2 separate regions of the Arachis hypogaea genome follow, and region 1 is linked to region 2. Evidence: chromatin contacts called from public Hi-C data. All regions are on one chromosome and are shown on one strand. The core of a region is the stretch at or near the end of the contact, and the rest is flanking DNA. Distances in the headings are between cores, read along the strand shown.

The links. Hi-C and Micro-C count contacts between places; a contact is called where the count stands out from the background.
Region 1: a Hi-C map of an unstated tissue shows a contact between it and region 2, with 6 times the contacts expected there. The contact joins the enhancer-like site here to the promoter of LOC112703318 in region 2. A contact is called at or near these places in 2 of 8 Hi-C or Micro-C datasets (leaf and an unstated tissue).

Annotation. Positions count from the first base shown.
Region 1 is chr7:67,298,269-67,300,968 of arahy.Tifrunner.gnm2.J5K5, forward strand. It overlaps LOC112703321 (a long non-coding RNA gene), which reads left to right. Exons shown (of 3, transcript XR_003154563.3): 3 at 1-178. Among protein-coding and RNA genes, the nearest start is that of LOC112703321, 4.6 kb to the left of the region's middle. Within about 2 kb of position 1,258, at least 1 of the 3 cell types and tissues checked has open chromatin away from gene starts, as enhancers often do.
Region 2 is chr7:67,124,102-67,126,839 of arahy.Tifrunner.gnm2.J5K5, forward strand. It overlaps LOC112703318 (auxin-responsive protein IAA9), which reads left to right and starts at 1,431. Exons shown (of 7, transcript XM_025754719.2): 1 at 1,431-1,644; 2 at 2,358-2,738. The coding sequence starts at 2,393.

The DNA of each region.
Region 1 (2,700 bases), core at 8-2,507, 170 kb after region 2:
GCCTCTCTTCGCTTCTTCTTCCTCATTCGATACTTTGATATTTTTTACAATTCTAGGTTTTTCTTTTTAGCCATGAGCAACTAAACCTCCTCTATTAAGGTTAGTAGTTTTGTTTATTTTGATGGATTAATAACCTACTATCATTCTACTTTTAAGTAATACATTGATTTAAATTCAAGTATTGATTTTGTTCTTCATCCTAGGAATAGAGTATTACTTGATATGACTCGACTCACTTGCCGGTTAGTTTGTGGTATTTGAAATTCTGCATCAAGTTTTTGGTGCCGTTACCAGGGGTTAACTGTGATTGACAACTACCCGTTGTTTGATTACCTAGATTATACTTTTTTGCTTTAATTTGTTTAATTTTTTCCCTTTAATTTTCGAAAATTATTTGGTATTTTTCATTTGTTTTATTCATTGTATTTTCTTATTTTTTCTCTCATAATTTTCAAAATTTTATTTTAAATTTCTCTTTAATATTCAAAAATTTATATTTTCTGTTTTAGTTTACCTTGTTTTATTTCTTTTACTCAGTTTATCTCATTGAAAATTCTCTTTGCTCTAACATACAAATTCTTACTTTTTCTTATTTTCAATTTGTTTGAGTAGGAACAGATACATGGAACCTTTTTTTTATTTTGATCTTGAGATTGAAAGGACTATTAGAAGACGCCAATAGCAAATTAGAGCTTTTAGAGCTGCTGAGAGTCTCAGAAAAAATTCTAAGGAGGAAGTTGAAGAATTCACGACATTTCCAATGTGGGATAGGTAAAAAATATAAAATATAACTAAAATTATTTATACATTAATTTTGAGTTTAATTTTGATGTATTAATAATGTAAATATTTTATACAGTTATTCAATTACATATATTTTTTGAATAACTATTATTCATGTAGTTAATATAAAAATAATTATTTTTTACGTAATATTATGTAATTGAATGCGCATATAAACTATTTTGCACTAATATGTATTAAAATTAAATTAATTATTTCATATGATATATATCCAATTAAATAAAATTTAAATTATTTATTATTATTATATATAATTATTTAATATAGATTTGTTTATTGTATTTTTTTCAACAATGTTTTAATTATTTTGCGAAAGTTATATCTTCCCGTTCAAAAAGGCATGTCAACTAGTAAACTCTTATGAGACCGTCTACCAATATGTTATTAGATATTTTTTCTACTTAGCCCATTCTCTGCATACTCATCTTATTTGTTCTAGTCACCCAAAAAAAAATCTTATCATCATTCCATCGTGTTATAGAACTCATATCAAACCACGTCTTAATAACCACTTTCAGCATATATATGTGTTGCAATTACATTGCATTTAATGGAATCTTTGTATTTTTATACATATTTAAATTTTTACCATATAATTTACCATATAAAAAAGTGTAACTTGATCATTGGATACAATTAATCGTTAATGTATGAAAAATGTATACAGGTTTAATACACACCATTGATAATAAAAAATTATAATAAATTGTGTGATACTTTAATTAAAATTGGTTGGAACTTATAGAGTAAACGAGAAACAAGAAGTTTTGAAAAAAAAAATGCTTAGTTTAATACTTGAAGAAACACATGAGCCATAACGGTTAGTTGATTTTTATTTTATTTGATAAAAAAGAAGAAATTTTCTATAAAAGAAAAAAAACACCTATAAATTGGTTAAACTTTCTAAAAAAAGAAGGCTCTCCAGAACAAATAGATGTTCAAACTCAAGAAAGATGGCAACAAGTTAATAAAGTATAAGTTCGTGCTTAGTTGTTAGAGCCTTTGAACAAAAGTCAAGAATAGATTTTGATGAGATTTTTTTTCTATTGTCAATGAGTTCTATTCGAGTGATTCTCATATTGACAGCTTGCTTAGATTTGGAGCTTAAGCAGTTAGTTAGATTTGATACCTATATTTTTTTATGGAGGTTTGGAGAAAGAAATCTAGACAAAATAACCAAAAAAAATTTTAGAACTAATCAGAAATGAGAATATGATTTACATATTAAAGAAGAGTTTGTATGATTTAAAGCAACTTTTTAGGCAATGGTAAGAAGTTTGACTCTATTATGGTGAGTCATAAATACACCAGGACGAATACAGATCATTATGTGTATGTCAAAATATCTATAGGTGATAAGTTCCTTTTCGTACTGCTATGTGTAGATGATATATTAACAGTAAGGCAAGATACATAGATGATTGGTGATTTGGAAAAGGAATTATCAAATTGGCGATTTGTAATTTTGCAATGTCACAGCGGAAGATTGAAGAGAATGGTACGACATTCTCCTCCCTCTCCAAGTCTGTTCGTGTGACTCTGTTCTCTAGTTTTTGTTTGTCTTCGTCACTAAGAAAAAGAAATAAGAGAAATCATTTAAAAAAGGGAAGACAAATGGTTACTAAAATAAGTATGTTTTCACTTTCCTTATCACATCATTTGTCACATTACTAATATTTGTTAATGATTTAAACACTATTAATTAAAAGAGTAGAATTGATGTAAATTTAAAACTTTTGGAATGAAATTTAAACAAATTAAGACTTAGGAGTATTTTTAAAATTTTTAAAAACTTTAGAGACAAAAGTATATTTTATCATCATTTAAAAATACAAATATATATACAAATAACAACAAAGCCTTGTCCCACTAGGTGGGGTCGGCTACATGAATCAA
Region 2 (2,738 bases), core at 181-2,680:
GCCGACTGTCATCCCTGACCCCAATAAGAGGCGTGCGAGAGAGGGTCGGCCGAGGTCCACTAGGATACAGACCAATATGGACTAGGCAGATCCGAACCGGCCAAAGAGGTGTGGGCTTTGTCAGCAGCCGAGCCACACACGTCGAAGTTGTCCACAGCTCGGAAGAGCAGAGCACACACGGGGGCATGATTAGGTGTTTTGGTGGAGTTGGTACTTTCGTTGTTTCAATTTCGCATTTAGATTCCACTATTATCGGTTTTCTTACTTGTAGTTGCTAACTGATAGAATTTGTTAACGTTAGTGTGATGTACTTTGAATGGGAATTTAGTTAATGAATATGTTCTTTCTCCGCAGTTTTAAACGAAATGTATGTCTAATGCACACCAGAATAAATAACTCTGCGAGTTTTATTAAACCATGATGCAGAAACTATGTTCGTAACTTAAATTGCTGTGCGGAACGAATTCTTAGTAATTCGAACCATCTTAGTTCGAATTACTTGCTGGCTAATTCTTCACACTAATTCGAATCTAATTGGTTCGAATTATATGTAAAAGTTCGAACCCAATTGGTTCGAATTATTTGGCAAACCTTTACAAGGTGTAATTCGAACCTAATTGGTTCGAATCACATGGAGATTGAGTTCGAACCAAATTGGTTCAAATTATATAGAAATCTCCTTTGGTTGATTGATGAACCAATTTTTGATTTGGCTGATTCATGTAATATTGACCTAGCTATGGTTTACTTATGTGTTTTGCCCTACTTTTTATTTGTTTTTTTGTGACTTTAAAAAAAAAATAAACAACAACTAAAAAAGATAAAATAAATAAAAAACTGCTTAAGAAAGATAATTCTCTTTGAATACTATTTTTAAAATCTTTTTAAGATAATGGAAGTTCTACTTGAAAAGAAAGAGTCCTCATTGCAGTTTTTATCATGATATTTGCTATTGTATTTATATCTCTCAAAATCAACCGGAATCAGCACGCCGTTTCCAATATCTCGGATTTTGAACACTAAAAGATCAATAAATCTAGAGCAATCCTGTAAATTATTGACAATAGTAAAAGTTTCTACACAGTCTATCTCACATATAATATCTTTTTATCCCGAGTTTTATGCTAAAAGAAAGTCTCTTTAAATAGCAAACAACTCTTCTTGCAAAAATTATTTTTTATTTGTTTGAGGCACTCTCTTAGTCTCTTATTTATTTATTATACAAAAATATTATTCGTATATTAAATTAATTACTAAAATCAGCCATTAATATATTTATGTATAAATATATATAATTTAATTTATTTTAATGTATATTTATATTCTAATATGTATTTTATATTGATAATTGACTTTGATTGTTAATTTTAGTATACACATCAAATAATTGTTATTTATATTAATAAATTGAAGTCATATTTATTGATTATTATATTATTATTACATTATATATTTTAATGCATGGTGTTTCACATCGAACAAACAAAGAAGCTTTTGTTACTTTGTGCCAAAATGGAGGGTCCTTAGTTCTCTTCTCTCTCTCTCTCTCTCTCTCTCTCTCTCTCTCTCAATCACACTCTTCACCTTCTCCTCCTTCTTCTTCTTCACCCTTTCTTCTTCTCCTTTGATCTGCTGATTCTTCAGGTAAAACGTTAACATCTTCAGCACACAAAGTGTTTATTTATTTATTTATTTTTTTGCTTCCAAGCAAATTATGTCTCCTTCTTCTGCCTCCTTTTGCTTTCAACTTTTGTAGCCTCTCTTTTTATCTTTATTCGGTTTTCCTATAAAAACTTTCGATCAATGTCTTCCATTTTTCTCAAAATTCCTTCACTGCACTAACAAACACAAACACAAGCATAGCCATCAAGTATTTCTTTTATTATTGACTAATAATTATTATTTTTATTTTCATTATTTAAGGGATTGCTCTAATATACTTAACAGTCTCACATACATTGTTGATTCTTCAGTGTTTGGGTTGCTTCTGAGGTCTTTCTCTTAAAACCCTGAGGCTAGATTTATGTTATTAAACTTAAAAAAAAAAATCATGAACAAGTCATAAAGCATGACATACTTGGTGATTGATGCTAATTTCATGCTTCTTAGGCTGAAAGCATAAGAAACATTGGAAAAAAAAATTGTGAACAATAGTATGCTTCAATAGGTTAATGAAGTTACTCAAATCAATGAATTATAATTTGTTGAGGTTGCTTATGAATCAAGTGTGGCCAGCTATGTTTACAATGTTAATTGTTTATTTATTTATTGCTTTGTCCAATTTTCTGTGTGTTTGAAGATTCCTCAGTGTGTAAGCAACGCATGACAGATGTTTGTGTTATTGTTTTGATGATAAGGTATTCAAAATTGGGAGATTCTCTATTGAACTGCTATGTCTCCGCTACTCGGCGTGGTGGGGGATGAGGAAGGTCAGCAGAGCCATGTGACTCTGTTGGTTTCTTCCTCATCCACCATGGAAAGTGTGAATTGTCTGAACAGCTCGAAACTGAAGGAGCGAAACTACATGGGATTGTCTGATTGTTCTTCTGTGGATAGCTCAGTTCCCTCATTCTCTGATGAGACTAAAAGCAATCTGAACCTCAAAGCTACTGAGCTGAGGTTGGGGCTTCCGGGATCTCAGTCTCCTGAAAGAGACTCAGATCTTTGCTTGAGGAGTTCTACTCAATTTGATGAGAAACCTTTGTTTCCTTTGCGTCCTGTAGCTGATGATCATCATT